Linked DNA regions of Mus musculus: region 2 is linked to region 1. The links are chromatin contacts, called in public HiChIP or PLAC-seq maps. All regions are on one chromosome and are shown on one strand. Each heading gives the region's core, a stretch centred on a gene start, on an enhancer-like site or on the middle of the called end of the contact. The rest is flanking DNA. Distances are from core to core; before and after follow the strand shown. Region 1 holds the start of Pcdh17 (protocadherin 17). Region 2 has its middle 300 kb from the start of 9630013A20Rik.

Region 1 (7,121 bases), core at 1,181-3,680:
GCCACAAGTCTGCGAGTCTTTCCTTCCCTCCGCACCCGGGCTGCGGCACCAGGCAGTCTCTCCTTATTCCGCTCAAGTTGCCCGAACCTGTTGATCTACAGCATTCGCACTGGGAGAGATGCAGCCGCGCAGCGAAGCTGCAGCAGCTCGGAGCCAGGCGGCGACTCCCTGCGGCTGAAGGCAAGCTAAAGGCTTTGTCTCTCCCGCCTGGACTTCGGGAGGTTCAAACTTGCGTGATGAGGCTGGCGATAAAAAGGAAATCGGAGTCTGGAAGAGATGATAATGAGCTGAAGAATTGCTTGGTTTTCCTCACTCCCGCTAGGCGCTGCAAAATCCACTCCCTCCGGCAGCCTACAGAATACTCTTCAAATCCGGTGGGGGAGGGCTTCGGGAGGTGTGTCTCCAGGCAGATCAGAAAGTGGAATCCTTTAGTTACTCTTATTCGGTGATGCGATTGATGGGAATGAATAGGGACGAAGAAAGAGTCACAGATACATATGTATATTTGAGGCTGCCCTGGCACACGGAGAAATGTCTGCTCGCTATGCAGGATGCTCGGCTTTCAGGCAGTGTATTGCTGCATTTAAAGATCTAATCTTGCCTTGCTGGTTTAGGCGGCGGCGGCAGCGGACTGCATCTCCGAGCCAAGTCTTTTTTTCTCTCTCCCTCTTCTTTTTCTCTCTTCTTTCCGAGCAGCCAGAGGGAGGGGAGGAAATGCAGAGGAAAAAAAAGTGTCCCGATTTGTAGTTTCCTCCCCCTACCAAGCTCCTCCCTCTCTTCCTCGGAGAGGGTTCTCCCCCAAAATCAAGAAAGCCACAGCCTGATCAGCATTTGCGCCGAGAGCCTATTGGGAGGAGAAAAATATAGAGATATATCTCCGCCTCTGTTCGTAGAACACTCTGGTGTGTCTCTATGCCAATCCGGGAGCCGCCACTACCATCCCATCCTCTTCCAGCAAGCAAAGACTTCTCTCCCTGCAGTTTAATTCCAGTTTGCTTTTCTTGCCAGGCGAAAGGAAATCAACAGGCAACTCATGGTTAGACGTGCAGATTTGAGGGGGGGGGGGAGGGGGGAGGGCAGACTAGAAAGGAGGAGGGAGCTACCCTCCCAGTCCTAGCACACACACACACACACACACACACACACACACACACACACTGCCCTGTCTCTCGCTAGAAGGGAAACAGTCTCTGCATTCACAGGGCTGGGCTGTCAAGTGGCTCTCTTTTCTTTCTATTCAGCACCTCCTTCCAGTGGCCCAGCCTCCTTTTCATCTAGAAAGGAAAACCTTGGCGAGGAACAAGAGTGGTGAATATTTGAAGAGAATAACAGTGTAGGCTTTTTCCCCCCTTATTATTATTATTATTTTAAATTGGAGGAGTAGAGTCGACGGAATACATCAAGGCTTGGCGTGATGCATTCTGCAGTCTGGCTCACACACGGTCTCTGGTCGACTTGGGAAAGGCAGAGAGGGTGAGGAGCTGCAGCCACCGCGGTTCTGCCAGGGCGCCCACCCGGGGAAACTACCTCCTCCACCTCCGAGGGGAGGTTAGGCACGGGTTGATCTACACATTATTTCCGCTTCTCCCAGCGCCTCGGTATACGGGAATGACACATCCAGAAATGCAGGTGTTCTCATCTGCGGGATGAGTCAGAAGCAGCGGAACGAATCGTATTCACTCTCCCCTCACGGTCCTCCCTTCGCAGTCCTTAGTTGAGGCTTCTTCTTAAGGCTTTCTCTGACCACTCAATAGGAAAAACAAAAACAAAAACAAAAAAAAAACAAACAACAACAACAAAAAAGCCGGAATCACGTCGGGGGTGGGGGAAGAAAAACGAGAAAAAGCGTGGGGGGAGGAAGGCAAAGCTGAATCCAGGAACACTTTTACTCTACCTCTTTCGGCCGGAGTCCGAGGCTCTGCAAAACAAGGCGTCTGCTTTGCTTACGAATATTTATTTGTTTTTTAAAAAAAACCTTTCCACTTGGTTAGGCGTGAGATGCCCCCAAATCTCTCAGTCTTAGGGGTGGGGGCACGTTTCCAGTAATGATTCACAGCTTAGCCCAGGATCATAGTTCAAGATTTTCCTCCCAACGGTCTCTGTTCACAAAGTCCAGCATCGGTGTGCATAGCTAATTGTGCAGTCTGTTGTGGAGGTTTTTTTTAAATTTTAATTCCTCCTTTTTTTTTTTTCTGTCACGAGTGGTCTCTTTCAGTCTAGTGCGGTGCCTGTCAGGATCACCCCAAAGCCTGAGAAAGACGTGCAGGTTTCAAACCGAATAAATCCATCTCCGCCAGCCAAGACGCGGAGGAAATGGAAGGTGAAAAATTCAATTCAACAGTTGGAGTACCGTCTCCGAGCCGCCCTCCTCCGCTGCGGCAGCCGCCGGGCTCGCAGTCCGGATTCTCTCCCCAGCGTCTCTTGCTGACTGACTCTATTCACCTCACGCCGCCGCTTAAACATTGATACTGATTCTCTGCCAGCCAATCGGCGTGGGGAGCCAGACCCTGCCTTCTCGGCCCACGCCCAATGGGAGGCGGAGAAACGGCAGGCGGGGGCGGGGCCAGCAGCCCCAGCTCTTTAGAGTCATTGACTAGCTTGAGTCCGACCGGAGAGCATCAAGGCCCGCAGAGCCCGCGCTAAGTCTCGGCGGCGGCGCCCAGGGCTGAGCCGTGGTAGCCCTGGTGTTTAGAGGGTGTCTTCCTCTAGAAAGAGAAAAGTTTGGCAGTGATTTGATTTCAACTGGGGATAGGATGTAAAGCCAGGCGTGGGGAATCACCGTATACTTTGCAGAGAGAGGCAGCTGCGGTCTTCCTGGTGCCTTCTAGTCCACACACCAACCCACGTCGTCAGCTTACACACAGACACACACAGACACACACACACACACACACACACACACAAACACTGGGCCAAGGGAGTTGCGGATTTTCTGACTCCTTGTGCACTCATCTGGAGGTGCGGAGTGGGTGCGTGCGCGCGCATGCGTGCGCGCGCCCGAGAGAGAGCGAGAGAGAGAGAGAGAGAGAGAGAGAGAGAGAGAGAGAGAGAGAGAGAGAGAGAGAGCGTGTGTGTGTGTGTGTGTGTGTGTGTGTGTGTGGTGTATGTACGCGTTTTCTCACGGTGGGATGTTTATTTCGGTGAACGCCAGGAAAGTGCAGTGTTAGAGATCTGTCTGTGCTAGCTAGCTCGGGAGCAAACACGCCGCAAGCAACTGTAATCAATATGTAACTTTCTTCATCCTCAGAGAAATCCCCGCTGTCCCCAGGCACCCATGCAAGGAAAGTCACTTGATTATGAAAGTGTTTCAGAAGAAAAGCAGACGCCGGTGGAGAGAGAGGCAGTGTCTCGAAGGAGGGAACAAGCCTCTCTTAAGACATGTTTTGCAGCTCCATGAAACTGAAATCTGGTTGAACAGTGTTTAGACTTCTACCTTTTAACCATCTCCTATCACAGCCCACATTCAAGGTAATCCAATGTCCCTTAATGTCCCTAGCTTTGGTGTCTAATTCACTTCTGTTCATCTTACTAAAATTCCAAATAGCAATTTGATATTTTTTTCAAATCAAATAGCATTGCTAATATGTATAAAGTCTCCTATTCATAGAAGCTGAACTTAGGCAAGAACTTATACCAGATTGAATGATGTTTGTTTAAATATTCTCTCTCTGTCTCTTTGTCTCTCTCTCTTCTTCCTCCTCTTCCTCTCCCTCCTCTTCCTCCTCCCCCCCCCCATTCTAAATTTCTCATCTCCAGCTTTAGAATCTCAAAGCTTGCTTTTGTCTGAACTGCTTTCACAAACATCCACAAGTTACGATCAGTTTTGGTTCTGATCTAGCAGTTCTGGAGCAGAGTTAAGAGGGACAAAGGAAAACAATCCGTTGAAATAGAGAAGGTGAGTATTTTGATTGCGACAGTATTGATTGTAGTTCATAAATACTGAAGTTAAGTTGCCATTTATAAATTGTGAATGACTACTATAAAAATATGTAACATGAATCATTCAGAATTTCAAAGAAAATCAAATCCAGACCAATTACAAGAATGCTCTGAATATTGTTTTGGGGATACTTGCTTAAAGGTTCAGATCAAGGAGCTATTAATTTCCCAGAGCTTCAAGGAGATAACATATAGTCTGATTTTGCAGTCTGGTCTCATTCCAAATGTACCATTCCCTTGAGAGACCAACAGCTCAAAAATTCAAAGAGAAGATCTTTTTAGTCAGACCTTCAAATTCAAAAATGTTCCTTTCTTGTCTTCCCTAAATAGGTTGTTTAGCATATATGTTTGTAGTCCACAGAGGACTCAGTCTTGCCAAAGTAAAGGCTGTTTTGCTAAGTTGTCTTTAACCACAAAGTCTTATATAGCCATAGCTTTCTTTATGTCTCTCTGGTTAGAAATATTGGTCCAATGCATGTGCTTTGGAAGTTGATTCTTGTAATCTTTATAACCAGAAACTGCCTATGGCATAGTGAACACACATTCACACATTCATTTATCAATTTTTATTTTGTATCTCCCTCTCCTCGCACCCTGCCTGAGTTCTAAGGATAAACACCAGCACTTTGCAAAGCTAAACAAGAGCAGTAGCTCTTAGATATATCTTCAGAAACACTGTGAATTACCTTTTAAAAACGACCACTTTAAGCTTATTTTAATCGCATAGTAATTAGACGTCTTTGACTTTCACTATGGTGCAAAAATAAAACAATAAAACAATTCCAAGGAAGGCTGGGGTGTATTGATTAGGCTTAATTCAACATAGTGCTATGCAGTTGAAGGGAGATTGGAAACACAATGCCTAGGAAAGGTCTTGGTGACAGGAAAAATATATCCTTAGAAGAATACATTTGCTTAGACTCCCCCTCCCCAGAGTAATTATGCCACACCGCCCCCCAGTGTTTGCTGAAAGAACTGTGTGTATATGGTGAATGCTTTAGGGCATCTTCCAAGAATAAAAAGAACACAAGTATGTTTCTTATATTTCTTGTTGCTGTAGTATCCGACATGGTTGTTGAGTACTGACATGTATCCTAAGTAACTATTTGTAGTGATGATTTATACCTGTTTTTTTTCCTTAACCAGCAATGAAACTGACTGATAGCTTAGTACAAGTTGTTTGGCTTATTTCCAATCAGTTGTGACAATCACATTTAACTCTAAAAAGAAATCGTTAAAGGTTTTCAAAGTCTGTCTTTTTCTTTCTTCCAAGCATATTTTGTGTTCACATCATATTTATTTAAAATTTTCTTATTCATTATCTTAAAACTATTGAGCTCCACTGGAATAGAAAAGATGATGTAAGTGTATTAGGTAGTTCAAAAGCATCACGGCTTTGTAGCATTGAAGGCCGTGTCTCATACTCCACCAAGCCAAGGAGTTCAGAAGTCTGTCATGACCTGCGTATACTAAAGCAATGTCAGAGTTTTCCAGAGCAGCTGGGTTGATAATCAGTGTTTGTAGTTTCAAACCAGATTCAACTCTAATCCAACACGTTACCCTTCTCTATGTAAATTCATATATTCTGACCATCTCAAGATCTAGTTTGCTTAGCTACAATCTATGTGTGACCACTCACTGAGAACAAGTCTTGTAAAAGACTTAACATTTGATTAATTAATAAAATAGGGTGGGTAAGTTGAGTTTAAAGGTAAATTGATTGATGCATTGGAATTACTTTAAGTTTGCTTAGCTAGAATCTATGTGGGACCACTCACTGAGAACAAGTCTTGTAGAAGACTTAACATTTGATTAATTAATAAAATAGGGTGGGTAAGTTGAGTTTGAAGGTAACTTGATTGATGCATTGGAATTGCTTTAAATATTGCAGGTTCATTTTATAGGCTAATTAATAAAGAGGAGCAAATACTGCTATGTCGGTCTCATAATTGACTTCACAGAATTAAGGAAAAAATCTCAAAATAGGACTTCATGGAAGTTTATATAATTTATGTAACTTCAGCTCAGAGACACTCTTTAAGAATGCATAATTATGTGTTTTAGATATAGTTTTAAGAGTTTATTCCTGAAGCCAGGATCACTGCTATATAAGTCTCCTGTAATTTATCCTGCTTTGCTATAATCTTAAACTTAATAATATATAACTCTGAAGGAAACGAAGCTGCCATTTTCTGTACAGCCATTACTTACATGATTAAAAAAAACATTTTTATATTTCTGTCTTTATCATTTCATTATCTGGTTTTGTGCAGTAAATTTTGTATGAAACATTTCAAGCCAAATTTAATAGCATAAGGCTTAAATAGCAGGAAACCAAAACCATATCAAATTCAAATTCTCAAAAGCATGAAGTATTGTGTTTATAGCTAGTGCCTCTCCTCTTTTAAAGACATCTATGACTCCCATCTTATATTACTGTTGACTGTTTGCTGACTTTAGTCAAAGCACTGTCTTTTAACCAGTGATGAAACCACACTACTCCCAAGTCTTTCTCCTTCCTCAATGATGAATATAAATTAGATAGAGCAATGTAAATTAAATGTAAATTTTATGCTTCAGGAAAAATGTTTTATAATTTAAATATTTTAAAAGAATTCTCTCATACTCAATACATTCTAAATGCATAAAGTATATAAAATTAGTAATGCAAATTAAATATGAAATTTGTCCACTTTTTATTAAAATTATGAAAAAACCACTATTAGGAAAATTTAAATTTTCTTCTAAATAATATTTCTGTTAGAGTATGTTACAATATGATAGCATATGCAGGTATATGTATTTTCCTTACTACAATGTTAATAATGGAACCATAGGATTAACTCAGCAAAGACATGCAAACTAAACCTGTGAGGAATTCATTCACAATTCACAAAATGAATGAAGTAAACTTAAAACCAGCATCTGTACATTTTCAGTAAATTCTAAAATGTATAGGTAAGAAGAAATATTGGTAAATTAATAATCAATGATCAACTGAAGTACTCTAATGCATCTTAGGAGAAATATTCTGAGTTTTAGAGACTAATTTAGAATTTAAGCATAAAATTTCTTTATTTAAAATTTACAATTAAATGCTCTTTAGTATGAAATAGTTTTGTGTGTGTATGTGTGTGTGTGTATGAGTGTGCGTGTGAATACAGGTGAGTGTGAATATGTTT
Region 2 (7,121 bases), core at 2,899-5,398, 330 kb before region 1:
AAGACAGCATATAGTGTATGACAGAGATTGGTCATATTTCACTTGATCAGGACTAGCAAATAAGATGGAAACCAGTGGCTTAATATATCACTATCAAAGACTCACTCTTGGTCATATACTGTCATCAGCTATAATTATTTTAAAAATATTTCTTATGTTAAATGAAATAATAATAATATAGTTATACCCCTGTTCCCTTGTCATTCCTCAATACTAAACAAAGAACTTCTGACAGTTAAGAGATACTATTGATGTGTGTGGCCTGAACAGCCACCTGAGTACAGGTGGTTGATGTCTGCGGTCCATGCTGCTGCCAAGGGCTAGCTTGCAGCCAGAAGACATGTTATTGTCCAAGATCTGTGTTACTACCAATGTATTGGTCTGCCTTACATCCGAAGTTGAGCTCCATTTGTCAGGATTCCATAGAGAGAAACACACCCAAAACCTGGTGGAGTGCTGCAGTTTCTTGCCACTTGTGCAGACTTGAGCTGAGTGGCAGAGTGATGTCAGCTGAGACAGACACATGTGCTGAGGCAAGATCCATGTAGGACACATGATGTTTGGAGAGAGTATAAAAAGAATCAACAGACAGTAATGGAGGCTGAGCTAGGCTTGCTTATAGAGCTTGCTGTCCAATGATCGTTGATCTTGAATCATCACTGACCTTCACTTTGCTGAAAGAGGCAAAGCCAAGAACTTCTCCTTGAATTCCTGCTGACCTTGGTCCCTCCTGCTGAAGGGTGCCGAGGCTGAGGCCTGGCTGACTCTGTTAGGTAGTACCACCACTTCTGATTGTGTTTGCTATCCTGACTTTACTGAACTGGACTGCTGGTGTATCTGTGAAGTACAGCTTGTGGATAGAGCTGCTACTGCCTGCTAACCTGTGAATTGAACTGCTGATTTCCAGACAACACAGACAAGAGTTGCTCCAAAGAACTTTCTAAGCAGATCAGTTTCCCCTGTAGCCTTTCTTTTCCACTGCCTTTTGTGGGTGGTGGCTATAGGAGGTTGAAGTGTTTAAGAACCACCATTAAAAATAGGTTTTGTTCCCAATTCTAAGAAGGGACAAAGTCCACATTTTGGTCTTGGTTCTTCTTGAGTTTCATGTGTTTTGCAGATTGTATCTTGTATCTTGGGTATTCTAAGTTTCTGGGATAATATCCACTTATCAGTGAGCACATATCATGTGAGTTCTTTTGTGATTGGGAACAACACACCCATGGAAGGAGTTACAGAGACAAAGTTTGGAGCTGAGACAAACGATGGACCATCTAGAGATTGTGATATCCAGGGATCCATCCCATAATCAGCCTCCAAATGCTGACACCATTGCATATACTAGCAAGATTTTAATGAAAGGACCCAGATATAGCTGTCTCTTATGAGACTATGCCAGGGCCTAGCAAACACAGAAGTGGATGCTCACAGTCAGCTATTGTATGGATCACAGGGCCCCCAATGGAGGAGCTAGAGAAAGTACCCAAGGAACTAAAGGGGTCTGCAACCCTATAGGTGGAACAACAATATGAACTAACCAGTACCCCACCCCCCAGAGCTTGTGTTTCAAGCTGCATATGTATCAGAAGATGGCCTAGTCAGCCATCATTGGAAAGAGAGGCCCATCAGTCTTGCAAACTTTATATGCCTCAGTACAGGGGAATACCAGGGCCAAGAAGTGGTAGTGGGGGGGGGGGCAGTGCGGGGGAGGGTATGGGGGGACTTTTGGGATAGCATTGAAAATGTAAATGAAGAAAATACCAAATAAATAAATAAATAAATAAATAAATAAATAGGTTCTGTGCTGGGTGTGGTGGCTCACGCCTTTAATCCCAGCACTCTGGAGGCAGAGGCAGGCAGATTTCTGAGTTCGAGGCCAGCCTGGTCTTCAGAGTGAGTTCCAGGACAGTCAGGGCTACAGAGAAATCATGTCTTGAAAAAAAATAGGTTTTGCAAAAATTAAAGGGGCAGCCAGGAGCTGTTTGGCCTGTGCTACTACTTGAATCAGTGTAGATGTCTGTGGGTCATGCTGCTGTAGGGGGTCATGTTGGTACTCATGGTCCATGTTGCTGTCAGAGGCCATGTTGCTATTCATGGCTCATGCTGCTACTGAAAGCTATGGTGATATTCATGGTCTGTGCTCTAGCAGAGGACTGTGTTGATGTTTGTGGTCTATAATGTCACTGGAGACCATGTTGAGCTCTGTGGCATGTGCTGACATCGCCAGAAACCATGTAGAAGTCCATGATCTGTGTTCCCACTGAGTATAAAGGGCAAGGAAGCTTCTTTTGTAGTGGTATCGATCACTGCAGTCTCAACAGTTAAGGAAAAAAGACGAAGAAGGCTTCTGTGACAACCCTTACTCCACCTTACAAGGCAACAGCCTAGACAGGAAGCCATTTAAGAGAACCCTGAAAACCTGTGATAAAGATGAAGCATACAACTGATGACTTCTGGTGTGGATCAGGGTGGGGAAGAACTGCTTTTTCTTCTAAGGGGCTTGGCCACTGGGAATTTAACCATAGTCCAATGAATATAAAGGCAACACAAATTAGACCTGTTTTTTTGAATGAAGAGGTCACAAGGGGTGGGGTACCTGGGAGGACTGGGAAATGAATGTGATCAGGATGCATTATGTGAAATCCCCAAATAAACAATAAAAATATTATGTTTGAAAAAAAAAAGAAATACTGATAGTGGAAACAAAAATAGTCTTTCCCAGGGGGAGCATGCTAATTGGTTATCCAATACTAAATTATCATCCCTGAAAATGTACATGTAAAAATAACTTTTATTCACATGATATAATTGTTGCTGCAGAGGTTTACTGCTAGATAAACTCACCCTTTCTCATTCTTTCTGAACTTTGACTGGCTGGTTCAACCCAGCTGTTCTGGCTCAAATTCTTATACCAGCTGACTGATTCACTCTTGCTTCATTCAGCTTCTTACTGAATTGCTCTTCATGGCCTCAAACTAACTCCAGCAATTTGTTTTAATCTTCTTTCTTATTCTCTGGCTTCAACTGCCTGTGCTGACCTTCACTAAACTGTATCCACTCGCAAATAAAATCATTTTCTCTGTACTTCACTTGATATACTGACTCTCAACTGAATGATCAAAATGACTGAACTGCCTTCATTCTCTCTGAGATGCTCTTAAATATCTGTTCTCCTGAGCTAGGTATATCCTATCTCTAGCTTGTTCTATCAAATCTTTCTTTGAATCATCTCTTTGTTTGCCACTTTGACATTCGATGTCACTTTCAAACAGCTGCTACCTTCTACAAACTAAATTTACCTTAATAGTGTATACTAAGTTTGTGTGTGCATTCCAGCTAGAAGCATTAAAGATAAGTGGCATGCCAGTCCTAGGGCTTTGGATGTGACCCCTTGACAGAGCAGCCATGGTTTTGGATTCACTGGTCTTATACATTTTCCTTGTTTCTGTTTAAGCTGAAAGATGTACCCAGGTTAACATTTACAGAAAAAAAAAATCAATCCTATAAACTTAACAGTTTGAATATCCTTAAACTTAACACTCTGAATTTCTTTATGATGATCCCTTGATAAGATGATCCTTATTTCATAATTATAGTCCTGATCATCTGTCCTTCAGCATATATTCATTTCAGCATCAAGACTTTCAATCTGCCAGTCTAATGAATGATCTGTACTTCTTCAGCCAGTTTGTTCAGCTGTTCTTAAGCTTTGGGGGGAGTGAGGAGGTTTCATCTTTTTGCATCTTTCTTCATCTCTTCTTTCCTTGAGTCATGTCTTTCATGTAGGAGCTTCTCTTACAAAGATCAGGTCTTTATCAATTTTAACCGAACCCATAGTCTTTCATCATTTGTGGAAATATAGACATTACTGCTTCTCTAGCACTTCCAGTCTCATGTTAAAAAATCTTTAAATATACAGATTAATCTAATTAAGCAGGGGATTTTTTGTTTTGGGTTGTTGTTGTTGTTGTTTTTTTGTTTTGTTTTTGTTTGTTTGTTTGTTTGTTTTTTCAATCTAGGGTCTTTCAGTTATCTCATTTCTCCTCTAGGTTCATGGAGGTAAAACCAGAGTTTTATGAATCCACACAGAGACTAAACACTTAGGCACACATGTTTCCTATTTAAATACAGAAGAAAGAACTCAAAGGAGTGGGGAGGGAGGGAGGGACCTGGGTGGGAAAGGAAACAGGGAGTGGAAGAGGGGAACATGATTAGGTATAGCAGGGGAGGAGGAGGGGGGACAGGACTGAAGCCCTGAGGGCCAGCACAAAAATCAAAACAGGCAACCTCAGGAGATAAGAAGTAAGTAAGGGGGGCCCTCTAAAATGTACCAGAGACCTGGAGTTGAGAGACTCTGGATTCAAAGGGAGGGACATTAGATGAAATGCCCTACAGTGAGAAGAGGGAACTTGTAGAGTCCACCTCCAGTAAAAAGACAGGGTATCAAATGGATGAGGTTACCATCCCACAGTAAAAATCTCTAACCCAGAATTGTTGCTGTCTGAAAGAACTGCAGGAACAGCAATGGAGAAGAACCTGAGGAAAAGGAAGTCCAGTTATAAGCCCAAATTGAGATCCAGCTCAGGAGGAGGGTCCAAGGCCTGACACTATTACTGATACTATGGTGTGCTTACAAATAGGGGCCTATTATGACAGACCTCAAAAAGACCCAACAAGCAGCTGAAAGAATCAGATGTAGATATTTACACCCAACCAATGGACCCCTGTGTTGAACCCTGTGGTTGAATTAGGGAAAATCTGGAAGAAGGTAAGGAGGAGGGCAACCCCATAGGAAGATTAGCAGTCTCCACTAACATGGTTCCCGGGTTCTCTCAGACACTGAGCCACCAACCAGGCCACATACACCAGCTGATATGTGGTCCCTAATACAGCAGAGGACTGCCAAGTCTGGACTCAATCAGAGAAGATATACCTAAACCTCAAGAGACTTGGGGCTGCAGGGAGTGGGGTGGTCGGCTGAGGTGGGTGAGGTGGAGATATCCTCTTGGAGATGTGGTTGGGGGAGGGGGGAAGGTGTGGGATTTGGAACAGTCAGAGGGTAGGCCAGTAGGGGATAAAGTCTGGACTAAAGAATTAAAAACTTAAATACAAATAATTAAGTAAGTAAATAAATAAATAAATAAATAAATACAGAAACAAGGCATATTACATAAGATGGCAATATTCAGTGTCAGTTAAAATAGATCACTACTGCCTGAAATTGGAGGAATATTACTCTGAGATTCCCATTGTTGTAGTAGATATCCTTCCCTTAGGTTTATGGCTACATCTGCCACCTTAGATTTTAAGCATCCTATTCGGTCTTAAAGGCCCACACCTTCAATTTGTCTTACAGTTTGTTATATTCGTTATAATGTTCAAATCCCAGCAAACTGTATAGATACCTTCTTAAGTGACCAAGGTGAATTCCAAGATTGTCATGAGATTATAATTATATCATCTCCTGTGTTCAATAAATCTTCAATTTAAGTACCATTGAATTTTAATTCTTATTTAGGTCTCTGTTCATTGATAACAGTTTATCAAAAGTCCTGTCTTACAGTACTTCCAAAATCTCCTATTCTTTCAAGTAGGGTTGCTTTCCTTTGGCATATGGAAGCAGCAACAGCTGAGCACTCCTGTTTCCCCCTTTAAAATGTGTATTTTTATTCACTTATCAGTGAGTACATATCATGTGTGTTCTTTTTGATAGGATTAACTCACTCAAGATGATATTCTCCAGATACATCCTTTGCCTAAGAATTCCATAAATTTCTCGTTTTTAATAGCTGAGTAGTACGCCATTGTGTAAATGTACCACATTTTCTGTACCCATTCCTCTATTGAGGTACATCTGTAGAATACCCAAGATACAATTTGCAAAACACATGAAACTCAAGAAGAAGGAAGACCAAAGTGTGGATACTTCTTTCCTTCTTAGAACGGGGAAAAAAATATCCATGGAAGGGGTTACAGAGACAAAGTTGGGATCTGAGACAGAAGGAAGGACCATCCAGAGACAGCTCCACCTGGGAATCCATCACATAATCAGCCACCAAACGCAAACACTATTGCATATGCCAGCAAGAATTTGCTTACAAGACCCTGATATAGCTGTCTCGTGAGGCTGCCAGTGCCTGGCAAATACAAAAGTGGACGCTGATAGTCAGCTATGGGATGGAACACACGGCCCCCAATGGAGGAACTAGAGAAAGCACCCAAGGAGCTGAAGGGGTCTGCAACCCTATAGGAGGAAAACCAATATGAACTAACCAGTACCCCCAAGAGCTTGTGTCTCTAGTTGCATATGTAGCAGAGAATGGCCTATTTGGCCATCATTGGAAGGAGAGGCCCTTGGTCTTGCAAAAATTATATGCATCAGTACAGGGGAATACCAGTGCCAGGAAGCAGGAGAGGGTGGGTTGGGGAGTAGGGCGTGGGGAGGGTATAGGGGACTTTTGAGATAGCATTTGAAGTGTAAATGAAGAAAATATCCAATAAAAAAAGAACAAATATGTGTATTTTTGTTCTTTTTCAGCTTTCACCCTTAATTTTATTTTTTATTAGGTATTTATTCCATCTACATTTGCAATGCTATCCCAAAAGTCCCCCACACGCTCCCTCACCCACTCCCCCACCTACCCACTCCCACTTCTTGGCCCTGGAGTTCCCCCATACTGAGGCATATAATGTTTGGACGACCAGTGGGCCTCTCTTTCCACTGATGGCCGACTAGGACATCTTCTGATATATATGCAGCTAGAGACACGAGCTTCTGGGGGTACTGGTTAGTTCATACTGTTGTTTCACCTATAGGGTTGCAGATCCCTTTAGCTCCTTGGTTAGTTTCTCTAGCTCCTCCATTGGGGGCCACGTGATCCATCAAATAGCTGACTGTGAACATCTATTTTTGTGTTTGCTAGGCCCTGGCATGGTCTTACAAGAGACAGCTATATCTGGGTCCTTCAGCAAAATCTTGCTAGTGTATGCAATGGTGTCAGCATTTGGAGGCTGATAATGGAATTGATCCCCGGATATGGCAGTCTCTAGATGGTCCATCATTTCGTCTCAGCTCCAATCTGTGTCTCTGTAACTACTTCCATGGGTGTTTTGTTCCCAATTAT

Evidence for each region. HiChIP or PLAC-seq counts read pairs in DNA pulled down with a chosen protein or histone mark.
Region 2: an H3K4me3 HiChIP or PLAC-seq map of craniofacial prominence shows a contact between it and region 1, with 5 times the contacts expected there. The contact joins the enhancer-like site here to the promoter of Pcdh17 in region 1. A contact is called at or near these places in 2 of 39 promoter capture datasets (the C10 cell line and stem cell-derived epiblast-like cells), 3 of 115 datasets of contacts at active chromatin or transcription factors (craniofacial prominence, embryonic hindbrain and neural progenitor cells) and 1 of 9 other capture datasets (adipose tissue).

Annotation. Positions count from the first base shown.
Region 1 is chr14:84,438,872-84,445,992 of GRCm38.p6, reverse strand. It overlaps Pcdh17 (protocadherin 17), which reads right to left and starts at 2,430. Exons shown (of 4, transcript NM_001013753.2): 1 at 1-2,430. It overlaps Gm32498 (predicted gene, 32498), which reads left to right and starts at 2,589. Exons shown (of 4, transcript NR_168882.1): 1 at 2,589-3,468; 2 at 3,757-3,895.
Region 2 is chr14:84,773,213-84,780,333 of GRCm38.p6, reverse strand. No RefSeq gene overlaps it. Among named protein-coding and RNA genes, the nearest start is that of 9630013A20Rik, 300 kb to the right of the region's middle. Within about 2 kb of position 4,148, at least 1 of the 459 cell types and tissues checked has an H3K27ac peak or open chromatin away from gene starts, as enhancers often do. A contact at or near this core is called in craniofacial prominence, where this site is marked.